Linked DNA regions of Gossypium hirsutum: region 2 is linked to region 1. A link is a contact called in public Hi-C data. All regions are on one chromosome and are shown on one strand. The core of a region is the stretch at or near the end of the contact, and the rest is flanking DNA. Distances in the headings are between cores, read along the strand shown.

The links. A called contact is a pair of places that touch in the nucleus more often than the background predicts.
Region 2: a contact with region 1 is called in a Hi-C map of leaf, with 3 times the contacts expected there. The contact joins the promoter of LOC107898405 here to the promoter of LOC107954697 in region 1. A contact is called at or near these places in 11 of 34 Hi-C or Micro-C datasets (hypocotyl, leaf, petal and 1 more).

What each region holds. Positions count from the first base shown.
Region 1 is chrA11:41,509,607-41,516,114 of Gossypium_hirsutum_v2.1, forward strand. LOC107954697 (bifunctional aspartate aminotransferase and glutamate/aspartate-prephenate aminotransferase) reads right to left here and starts at 4,185. Exons shown (of 10, transcript XM_016890332.2): 1 at 3,621-4,185; 2 at 2,695-2,929; 3 at 2,459-2,552; 4 at 2,215-2,318; 5 at 744-992; 6 at 549-662; 7 at 341-424. The coding sequence starts at 3,754.
Region 2 is chrA11:41,811,909-41,818,416 of Gossypium_hirsutum_v2.1, forward strand. It overlaps LOC107898405 (inositol-3-phosphate synthase), which reads left to right and starts at 4,248. Exons shown (of 10, transcript XM_016823894.2): 1 at 4,248-4,512; 2 at 4,603-4,671; 3 at 4,766-4,901; 4 at 4,991-5,238; 5 at 5,342-5,568; 6 at 5,654-5,769; 7 at 5,949-6,125; 8 at 6,230-6,418; 9 at 6,485-6,508. The coding sequence starts at 4,325.

The DNA of each region.
Region 1 (6,508 bases), core at 2,935-5,434:
GCCTTACCAAGGAAATTGACAACTAAATCCTAATTGTTTATTCTTGTGAACAACATTGAAAGTTACCACAATATTCAGATACTTGACCAGTACATGTCAGAGATTATTATTGGCTGCATCTATATCCCACAGTCCCCAATATACCACACAGCTAATCCAAGAAAAAATGACAAATCTTCTGATCATTATATGTATCAGACTGGCAACAAAATCCACTAGATCTCCAATAAAGTTCTTCTCAGGGTTTATTATAAGCAAAGGCAGTAACTTGTTGCACTAATGCATGCAGGATGTAGTTTGCTCTACCAAAAATGAAAATGACAAGTATAATGCAACATACCTGACTCTGGATCTTATTACATGCTGCAACAAAGTGTTTAGGTCCAGCAATGTATCCAAGTCGCCAACCAGTCATCGCAAAAGCCTACATGTCATCTTCAAAATGTCAATCCTCAAAATGAACACTGAAGGAACTACACCAATGTTAAGCATGGAAAATTCATCAATTCAGTTGAAAATTAACCAAGTTTTAAATGCAATTGAGTTACCTTGGAAAAGCCATTGACTGTTAGAGTCCGCTCCCACATGCCTGGCAATGATGCAAAGCTTGTGTGAGTTGCCGGTGCATAGATTATATGCTCATATATTTCATCAGACAGCACCTAAATAAGCCAATAACAAAAAAGCTCAGTGTTTGAGTATCAGCATAGCATGCCTGAGATTTCTGTCTATATTAATAGTACCAGAAGCCTGGGATGCTTTGCTACAATTTCTGCAATTTTTTCAAGCAGTTTCTTAGGGTAAACAGATCCAGTTGGATTTGATGGAGAGCATAGGACCAACAGTCTTGACTTTTCAGAGATTTTAGACTCAAGGACCTCTGGATCCAATAGAAAATTGTCACAGATGAGTGTCGGAAGAATAGTAGGTGTTGCGTCAGCCAGCCTTGCCATTTCCGGGTAACTCACCCAATATGGAGCAGGAATTATTACCTGAAATAAATTATGTGTTCATAATCAAGTCACCTCTTATCACTCTACTTGCTGGAAGCATGATTATGAGTACCTAATTAAGGTTACTCGCAGACATACATTTGGAAGAAAGATCTAACACCATGACAGGAAATAACCGTTCTGGCATGAAGGAAAATATTATAATATTTATAAATTTTATATTATTTTCTTATATATAGGTTATTTTAATGTATTTGGTTTCCTATCCTCACTTTATTGACAAAGCTAGGGTAATACTTGATCTATTTCATCCCAAGCGTTTCAAAATAATATCGTATTTCTATTGCCTAAATTTGTAACCTAGCAACTTGAAGTTAAACATGTATGGTGTAACTGAAACCTTGATAGCATAATCGATGAAGAAATTTGGTCTATGATTTTCACTACAAAGTGGTAAACCAATAATCTCTTATTTCAGATTTGATACTGTAATCAATCAATTTAACAGATCATCAAACATAAGCTTTCGTTGTAATAAAAGCATACTGTAATTTTAACAATGGTTAAGTTTGGAAACATGAACTTCAAAGGGTATTTCATTTTGGTTAATTCTTCATATTATTAAGGATGCATTCAATATACAAAAGCGAAATAAGATGCAAAGTAGAAGGCACCTTTGGTATTCTTTGATGAGAATATAGTTTTCAAACACACTTCAATATGCAATCTGAAACTATGGTATTTGAATGTAACCCCTTCAATATGCAATCTGAAACTATAGTATTTGAATGTAACCCCTTCGTACATATTGAAAGTACTAGTACAATTTACCTAACAAATGAAATTCAAATGTGCAATCCCTGTTCATGTTCCCAAACATAACTAATATCAGTTGTCTTACTCAAAATGCTCAACTAATAGGACAAAAGTCATACACAGCATTCATGTCCACATTTAATTTTTGTTCAGAACAATGAATCAATGGAAAGGATTCCAGCTTCCAAAGAATATGCACTCAATACAAAGGTAAATATGCCATCACTAGAAAGTCCCCAGCTCTATGAACTGTGATTTGATCAAAGATGTAAGAGAAAGAAAGCAAAATAAGTAAATATGGCTCAGAATTGAGTGAAAATGTGAAAAAAGGAAACACATCTACAGTAGTAATTTCACAACTAAGTCAAAAGAGGGTGAGGAGGATTTCTTAAAGCATATTCCAAAATGTTTTATGGTAAAGGTTGTCAAATAAAAAAACCAGTACCTCATCCCCAGGAGAACAAACTGCAAGAACTGCTTGAAGGATACTCTGTTTAGCACCATTACTGACCACAATTTGATCATAAGAATAAGAGATTCCATTCTCCTCTAAAATAAATTAAAAGGAAATAAGTAAAAAGTACTAGAAAGTATCAAAAAATGAGAAACGATGCCTCATCCAAAGGTAAACGCACATCAAATTTACACTTGTTACATCAAAAAATCACTTGCAAAACATATATAGTTACCTTTTAGCTTATGACAAATTGCCGTACGAAGTTCCAAAGTACCTGCATTGGGAGTGTACCTTGTGTAACCTTCACGAATAGCATTTATCCCAGCCTTACTTTCAGAAACAAAAAAAAAAATGAAGTACAATAAATTAAAACACTAATTAGTGGAAGAAGAAAATCTAAACTAAAAGATGTCAAAACTTAAAACAGAGAAAACAAGGATCCAAGATGGACTAGAAACATTATTGCACCTCAGCTATGATGGCTGGTGTATCAAAATCAGGCTCTCCAGCAGCCAATCGAATAACAGGGACACCAGCTTGTGCAAGAGCAGTTGCATGATCAGTTATAGCCACTGTCTTTGAAGGCTTCACAGAGTTAACTCTAGGGCTCAAAGAGATATCAAGTTTCACTTGGTCGCTGCTACTCTCTGTCTTTGACATTGCAGTTATTCTATATGACTGTTGTTTAGAAGTCTCAACAGATCTGCCAAGAAGTATATACAACCAGACAATGAAATTCTCTAATATATCCAGTGCTCCCTTCTCCCTTTGGGAAATAATTAAGACTTTTGAGACAACTTTTCTTTAATTCTCACACAAACAAAAAAATGCCAGCACAAAATGCTTTCCTTGTTTAATCTTCAAGTTTATAGATAGTGCCACAAAGGGAAGTTTCTTAAATTAAAATGGTTCTGCAACTTCAATGAATCAGCTTAAGGAATGGAATAAACTAAGAATAAAGATGTTTCTCTTTACACTTCCATTAAAAAAAAAAAAGACAATACTCATGAAACCACTTCCATAGCAATCTCGTAGAAAATATTTAATAACATATGTTTCTTTATTTCAATATTCCATGTTCTCTTATACAGCGGATGATATCAAAACAGAATAAACGAAAATTGATTTGACCAACAAATTAGTGTCTCTGCAGATTGCTAAGGATAAACTAAAATCTGCAAAAGAAGCAAAGAAGCTAACATTGAGGCAGTGTCAAGTAAAATCTGCAAATGCATCAGTGATTCAACTGATGATCCAGAATCAAATTTCTGGATTTTCTTCAATGAACTGAATAGACAGATTATATGTTAAATGCAATCACAACCCAATATTGCTCCCCCTAGAATTTAAAAAAAAAAGCTAGAAACATTAAGATGCCGGAAAAAGGAACTTACTTTAAGGAAAGATTAGTAATAGAGGAATGGAAAGACACGGAAACGGAGGCCTTGGAAGCAGAATGTGATCCCAAAAATTTTGAGTCGAAGCCAACACCGGAAATTCCTGTTGAGTTATGAAGAGAAACTGCCATTTGTCCGAAGATTGAAGAGAAAACAAATTTTGGGCAAGAGGAGGAGGTTCCTCAGTGAAATAAATAAAAACAAACTCAAAATTAGTCCAGGAAAAATAAGGGGATGGGGGTTGGTGGGAGAACAAGTGGGCTTAATAGTTTATTATTTTATCTCCCTTAATGTTGGAAAGTGAGGTATGGTTGGTTTAAAGTAATAAGGTGGAATTTGAAGGCTTGAAATTTACATCAATCGATGGCGATGAAAGGAGAAAGGAGAGAGATGGGTAGGTGGAAGGATGCTAGTGGGAGCAAACAGTGGAAGTGAAGTCGGGAATTGACCCAATTCCGGGTATGCTGGTTGGCCAACAACTCCATCTCTCCTCGCTTATCACCTTGTACCTTACCTACCCCCTTTCAAACGATTTAAACTGAAATTAATTAATAATAAATTGAGAAACTTGTTTGGGTATAAAACGAAATCTGAACCACGCAAACTATATATACAGTCAATTATAAAAAAAAATTCATTTTAGGGCACCTAAAATAAAAAATTTACAATTTAAATATTAATGTTATATTTTTTAAATATTTTAGTCACTTATTTTAACGAAAAGTTAATATGGCAGTTAAAAAATTAGTATAATAACAAATATAACTTTTAATTTTTTTATATATTGGTAATTTAGTCATAACTTAAAAAAAATAACCTTTAAAATTTATAAATATTCTCATTTTGATTCTAATTCTAAAAACTTCAAAGAAACATATAAAAATACATAAATATTTTTAAAAATATATAATACTAAATTTAAATTTTATATTAATATTAAATATAATAAAAATCATTCCACCTCTTCTTCCTATCATGCAACGTAGATGCTTAAATTACAATTTTTTTTACTTAAGTGATTAAAAAAGTTATAATTAGATAACTATTTGTATAATTTATTCAAATACTAAATACATTATATTTGTTTATTATTATATTATTATCAATCATAAAATAATGTCCAATTAACTTGTAATAACATCTAATATATATACATATATAGACTATAGTAAGATTATGTTGCATTTTTAGAAAATTTAAATTTTAAAGTAATTATTTGCTTGGCAAGTGACACAAAACCAATTTTTAATTACTATTAATCATAGCTTAAAAAAAAACGTTTCCAATATATTTTCTTAAAATTTCCATTAATACTGGTAGTCATCAGAAATTATAATTTTAGTACAATCAACTTTTCTAAGTGGTATCTTTTTCAGGAAACCCTTATAAGATATATATTACTTTTTCTCCCACACATTAATTAACTTTATTGAAAAATTTCACCCCAATTTCATACACGCAATCAATTGATTGCTTCTTCCCTTACTCTATTAAAATTCTACACATCTCACGATCCATTTTATAATTGATATTCTTCAGCTTTGTTGTCCACCACACTTTTATTGTATAAAGTTAATGAAAACTCTTTCATTTTATCCTTTACATATCTGTATTTCCATCACACTAGTTATATCTCATTTTTTCCTTAATTTGTATTTTATTCCAGTATTTATCTTTTTATTTCTTGTTGCGTTTAATTTATATTCAGTAGCGGAACGTAATGGAGATCTAGGAGGTCATGACCTTCTAAAATGATAATGTTTTATTTAGATACTTTATAATTTATAAAATTTTAAATTAGTAATAGTAAAATTTTATTTTATTAACTAAAATAATAAAAATTTAATTTAATCTTTTAAAAATTATAAAATTATAAATTATTAAAATAATAAAATTACATTTCTATTATCATAAAAATATACAATTTAATTCCGACCCAAAACAAATTTCAAGCTCCGCCACTGTCTATATTTATTTCTGTTAGTCTTTCAAGGTATTCAGCTATTCTCTAATCCTTCTACTTTTAAATTTTTATAATTTCCTTATTTATTTTATTTCATATCATATGTTTCTGAATAAGTTAATCTGATTTTCATCTGCCATTGCATTAAACTTTTTTAAATTATAAACACATTTACATATCAAATGGACATTCACATTTTCATTATTTTTAATATTTACTTTCCAAGGGTATGTTTATATTCAAATATAAATTTAACTATACTTACAAATATATCTCAATAATAAATTAATTAATTCCTTTTTTTTAATCAATTTAGGAGTATTCGTTGTTTCCTATACGTCTAATGCAATGGTTTTTGTACATTTGCACTTATTTTGTACTGAATGATTAACATTATTTATATATATGTTCCCAATTCCAAAGGAAGGTATTTTTATTGTCTTGCTATTTATTAAAAAGTAAATTAAGTGTTCTCTTTTGAATAGTAATATTTAAAACTCTCTTTTTTTATAAAATTACTTTTTTTTTGTATTTTAAAAACAGTAATAAATATTATAATTTATTTATGCATGTATCTATTTATTTTGTTTTTTACTTTAATAAATTTAAAAAATATATGAGGGTGGTTTTTTATTGGGTTAGTATTTGATACATTGATAGTGTGCTTTTTCTATTCTATTTTCAAATAGGTTTTTCTCTATGTAATAACCCATTTTTCAGTGGTATTAGAAATGATAGTTTCGAAATCTCGTTTTCCAATTATCGAGTCAGTAAATATTATTACTTAATATTTATGAGTCTATTATAGTAATACATTGAGTTTTGCTCTGATAATTTTATTGAATAATTAGTAAGGTAGAATGACTAGATTGTAAAAGTGGTAAAAGTCAATCGCTATAGACTTTTATTAGCTTAAGAGCTT
Region 2 (6,508 bases), core at 2,998-5,497, 300 kb after region 1:
CAAGGTTTTCAATATTTCACAAGCATAACTTGTTCGTATGCTTTCTTACCACATATTCATAGTATACTGAGTCCCTTAATCATGAGTTATAAGTACATACCTGTATTAAATCGTAGTACATTCTCATATTTCCTCATCATTGACTTACTTGTCAAATAACTCACTGATTTACCTGTTGAACACTTGGAATACTATCGGATACACGGAGAGCTTGCACATAGTGCTTCATACGTAGCCACATGCTACCTCATATCACATATCACACATTGCTCACTCTTGAGCTAATCACGGGCTTGCTCATACAAGCTGACAGTCAAGACGTAACTACATTGGCTGCTCACACAAGCTGACAAGTACCCGCAACACATGCCGAGCTACCCAGCCACCGGTAGGACGTACAAGACTAGCACCTGGATCACATTATATACATCACATAATCTCGTGAGCTCATAAACACATAGTTCCTAGTGACATGTCACGTTGTATCCTAAATTATTCCTAAGGTTCAAACGGGATTTTTCTCACTTCTCCAAACTTCGTCAAATACAACCATAGAATCAATCATTTATTTCATACATTATCAAAGCATTTAGAATATTTAAAATACAAACATAACATAACATTCTTTACATACGAACTTACCTCGACACCAAAAATGGCTAAGAGGGACCTAACCGTCAATTACTCATTTTTCCCCTATTCTAGGTCCGAACCTCGTTTTCTTTGATCTATAACATCGCATTTAGCTTAATTATTAGTCACATTATTCATTGTGACCCAAAAATCATACTATGGCAAAATTATGTTTTTGCCCTTAAACTTTGTCATATTTACACTTTTTCCCCTAGGCTCGTAAAATGATTTTCATTTAATTTCTCTGTACTTAAGCCTAGCCGAACCCTTTTTAAAACTATAGCAACCCACATTTTTCATTAAAACACACTTTTACTACTTATTTTATAACTTTTACAATTTAGTCCTTGTTGACGTTTTACCCGAAAATCACTTAGTAAAAGTTGTTTCTCTAACCATAAACATGCATAATCTACCATTAATCATGAAAGTACACAAATTTGTAACATGGTTCAAACCCTAGACTTTCATCATATCTCAAATAAGTGGTAGAAATAGGTAGATCATGACGCAAGGATTTCAAAAACATAAAAACCATTAAAAACGGGGCAAGAACAGACTTACTATAGAGCTTGGAAAGCTTGAACAAAACCCTAGCCATGGTTTCCATGAAATTTTTGGCCAAGGGTTGAAGATGACAAGAAATTTTGGCTTATTTTCCCTTTTTTTTTCTTTTAATTACCAATTGACTAAAATGCCTCTAACTTAAAAATATTCTATTTCACCCATTTCATGTCCATTTTTGTCCAAAAAATTAACCAATGGTTTAATTACCATTTAAGGACCTCCAATTTAAAATTTCATAACAATTTGGCACCTCTACTTCTAGAACTCAAGTTTTGCACTTTTTACAATTTAGTCCTTTTGACTAAATTGAGTGCCCAAACGTCGAAATTTTCAAACTATATTTTCATAAAATTTTTCCATGAAATTGTATACTATAAAAATATAATAAAAATAAATTTTATTACGTTTGATTTGTGGTCTCGAAACCACTATTCTGACTAATCCCAAAATCTGGCTGTTACAATGGCCCTTGACTTTAACGCAACTTATTATTTTGAGTGTTTTAAGCTTCTAAAAGCTTGTTTTATGTTCTGAATAAGTCCAATCACCTAGTTTCAAAATGATTTTGAAATGTTTCCAAAGCCTCTCATTCATATCAAACTTGATCTAAAGACTTTAATGAGTGATTTTCAAATTGTATTATCTTGAATTTTAAGCTACAATCGTAGTGGTTATGTCGAGGTAACATTGTAATCCATATCGATCAACAGAATGACTAAGGGTTGTTACATCCATAAATGGGTTGAAACTCATTAATTCAGTTTACCAAAGCGACCATTTTTCATGTCAATTGACTTGTGGTGCATTTTTTGATAGGATCCTACCAATTCTAGGTTGAGATGTCAAATGTGTATTTGAGCTTCAAAAAGCACTTTGAGTCACCTTATTTTGTGTTCGAAAGCTCAAGTTATAGTCATTTTTGTGAAGATTGTATGGACATGATTTTTTGTATGTGATTTAAGCGAGAATGATGATTCTTAGACTATGTATAAGCTTTGATATCATATTAGTTTCAATTTTAAGGCTTCATTTTTATTATATATAAGCTTAAAATTTTATTTATAATTATTATATTTAGGAATTTATTTACCTGTTCAAGTATTTTAGATTAATTTAGCTTAAAGAGTATTATATTGGGTCAATTGCTTGAAGACAAAGGAAGGGATATTTCCTTGTTTTCTAATTAGTTTAACACCATACATATATATTTGACATTATGGTTTCTATAGCCACCATATATATTGTATGTTCGGTTATTTTGATTAATAAAATTGCTTTAATAGAGGTTTTTTCCCCTTTTAGGACTAGCTTATTGTGATTTTTTTTTTTATAAACTTTTGCTTCAATTATTTAAGGATTATTATTGAGGGAGTTCATCATAGCTTTAGCTTCCCTAATTTAAGCCAATTGAGAGGGTTGGTTAAAACTCCCTATGATTTATTGTTGGTCCTTGTTCATCAAAGGAAGCTAAGCTATCTATCCATCTACCCACCATTCATCATCCATATTCTATTTTCGGTTTCATCAATACATTCTTCCATCTTGGATTATTTTCTTTAAGTCTTTACTTTTAGAAATTTTGCTTTGGATATTAAAACTTTTGAGTTAATTACACCAAATATCCCTAAACTATAACTCTCATTCTAAATTGGTCCCTAAGTTTTTGAAAACATTATAATTGCATACTCAAACTATTAATACTATATCAATTAAGTTCTTCAATTATTAAAACTAATAATTTAACTGTTAAATGGCATGTCAAAATTTGTATGGTATGATTTAAAATAAAATTTTTAAAGAAAAGTAAACTGTTACCAAATAAATTTTAAAAGTAAAACTAAAAATAAAATAGAACTGAAAAAGAGAGAGTCAGCAATAAAAGTTATTGTAAAAGGTTTGAAAACCTCAAAACTAATATTTTTACAATTTCATTTTTACAACATTCATTTTTCTTTAAAAGTTTCATTTTAAACTATGTCACATAAGATTTAACATATCATTTAACAATTAAATTAATAATTTTAGTAATGAAAGAAGCTTATTAATATATATTAATAATTTAGGGATATAACTAGAATTAAAATGAAGATTATAGTTTAAGGATATATGATACAATTAGCTAAAAAATTTTACATTGAATTTTCAAGTTCTTACAGTACTTGAAAATCCCTCTGTCATGACTTTCTTCTTTTTTAAGAGCCCCAGATTGAATTTAACAAACCTAACACTAAACTCACTAGATTTTACAATTTAAGTTTTCATAAATTTTACAATTTCAAATTTCATCCGAGGTAATTGCACTGCAAAATGCATTTATATTATACCTGTTCAAAAGTCAGGTATTTTATTCAACTCGATAATTGAACCGAGCTTGAATAAAAATTTTAGTATTACGACTCAATTCATTTCGAGTTTAATTTAAATAATAAAAAATATTTAAAAAGTTTAAAATTAATTAATTTTATGTCAATTAAGAATATAATTTTAATATTTTATTATTTTTAAATATTAAAATGGATGTTTTGAGCGGACAAACCAACCCAAACATAAATTCAAATCAAGAACATCTTCAAACTAAACCTCCACCCAGTCCAACCCATAGATACCTTATGCACCCCACTACATCGGTGCAGTTACAGTTAGGGACAATTGCCCGCTTAGTACACCGGTGCAGTTACAGTTAGTGACAATTGCCCGCTTAGTACTTCATTGGATGTCACGGTGTCACCCGACCGGTGCGATGAGTAGAGTCATGCATTTTCCGTCGACTACATTCAAAGGGCATGGACGCCACAGCTACCGAAAACCCTTTTCCTGCACTTGATCACGCCACGTGTTAATCACAACCAAACGTGTCACAAACGAAACCTCCTCCTCACACGTGCCTTTCCGTGCCTGTGGCTCCATTCAATGGTCCAGTTACGAAACTTGCATGGCGTAGATTCTCCTAAAACCAAACCACCAATTGTAAAATTTTACGTGCGGGCATCAAGCATTCACGCTGCTCCACGTGTAGATATCTCCTCTATATATACACTTGCCCGGTCCCTAACATTGGAGCACCAAAGCTTTAAAACAAACCCAAAAAACAAAGCAGTGTTTCAAGAACAGAATATCGGCAAAAATGTTCATTGAGAGCTTTAAGGTTGAGAGTCCAAATGTCAAGTACACAGACAATGCAATCCAGTCGGTGTACAACTATGAGACTACTGAGCTTGTTCATGAGAACAGGGATGGAACCTATCAATGGGTTGTCAAGCCCAAGACTGTTAAATATGAATTCAGAACTGATATCCATGTCCCTAAACTGGGGTTAGAATCTAAAACTACTCCTCATTTCTTCTGGGTTTCCTTTTCTGGGTTTGTGTTAAAACTTTGCATTAAATTTATTTTATGTTCTAGGGTAATGCTTGTTGGATGGGGAGGAAACAATGGCTCAACCCTGACTGGTGGTGTTATAGCTAACCGATGGTGAGTTTTATTTTATTTTATTTATTTATATTTATATTTTTTCTGTTTAGTTTTGATTGTTGATTTTGAGGATATGGGTAATGGATATTCTCAGGGGAGTGTCCTGGGCCACTAAGGACAAGGTGCAACAAGCTAATTACTTTGGTTCACTTACTCAAGCATCAACTATCCGAGTTGGGTCTTACAATGGCGAGGAGATTTATGCTCCCTTTAAGAGCCTTCTTCCTATGGTATTAAACTGAAATTTTCATTTTTATGATAGTTTCTTAACTTGTTATTCGTCGGAATGCTAAAGACAAGTAACAATATATAAAAACAGGTGAACCCAGAGGATATTGTATTTGGAGGATGGGACATAAGTGACATGAACCTTGCTGATGCAATGGCTAGAGCCAAGGTCTTTGACATTGATCTTCAAAAACAGCTAAGGCCCTACATGGAATCCATGGTCCCACTCCCTGGAATCTACGACCCAGATTTCATTGCTGCCAACCAAGGTGAACGTGCCAATAACGTCATCAAGGGTACCAAGAAAGAACAAGTTCAGCAAATCATTAAAGATATTAGGTATTATAATTAGTTCTAACCTCCGGAGAATTTTGTTAAAGCTGAAAAGAGTTTATTTTGGCACTACGACTGTGGCTGACCTTTTTATTTGTGTTTGGATTAGGGAGTTCAAGGAGAAAAACAAGGTGGACAAGGTGGTTGTACTTTGGACTGCAAACACTGAGAGGTACAGCAATGTCGTTGTGGGGCTAAACGACACCATGGAGAACCTTTTGGCTTCTTTTGAGAAGAATGAGTCAGAGATTTCTCCTTCCACTTTATACGCTATCGCTTGTGTTTTTGAGGATGTTCCCTTCATCAATGGAAGCCCACAAAACACATTTGTTCCAGGTTCTAATTCAACTGAGCTATCTTCTCTTTTAATTCTTTGAAATGTTATGGAATTGGTCTTTTAATGATCTGTAATCATATCCAGGGTTAATTGATTTGGCTATCCAGAGGAACTGTCTGATTGGAGGAGACGATTTTAAGAGTGGCCAGACCAAAATGAAATCCGTTCTAGTGGATTTCCTTGTTGGGGCTGGTATCAAGGTACAAATCTTTCAACTTCAAGACACTATCTATCACAATAATTTGTAGACTAGGCAAAGGATACCAACAAAATTAGGAGTCCATGCATGTGGTTTGGAAGTAGCTTAAGTCAGGATAAAGATAATAATGTGACATTGATGGGTAGTAATTGTGTACTTATGGTGATGAAAAATTAACAGCCAACATCAATAGTGAGCTACAACCATCTGGGAAATAATGACGGCATGAATCTATCAGCTCCCCAAACTTTCCGCTCCAAGGAGATCTCCAAGAGCAATGTTGTGGATGACATGGTCTCAAGCAATGGAATCCTTTATCAACCCGGTGAACATCCTGATCATGTCGTGGTCATCAAGGTAATAAGTTTACCCATCTCAGCCACTTCATGCACTTGCAATTTGCAAACTCAAACCTTCAAAATTAATTACTGTGCACTTCTGTCTCTTTCTGTGTGTTGTAGTATGTGCCATATGTGGGAGATAGCAAGAGAGCCATGGATGAGTACACATCAGAGATATTCATGGGAGGCAAGAACACCATTGTGTTGCATAACACATGCGAGGACTCCCTGTTGGCTGCTCCCATCATCCTAGATTTGGTTCTCCTTGCTGAGCTTAGCACCAGGATCCAGCTCAAGGCTGAAGGAGAGGTATGACTCGGTGGTTAACTCTTCTAGGTTTGACCATTAAAACTGACATGAAGTTTCATTGTGCAGGGCAAGTTCCACTCTTTCCACCCT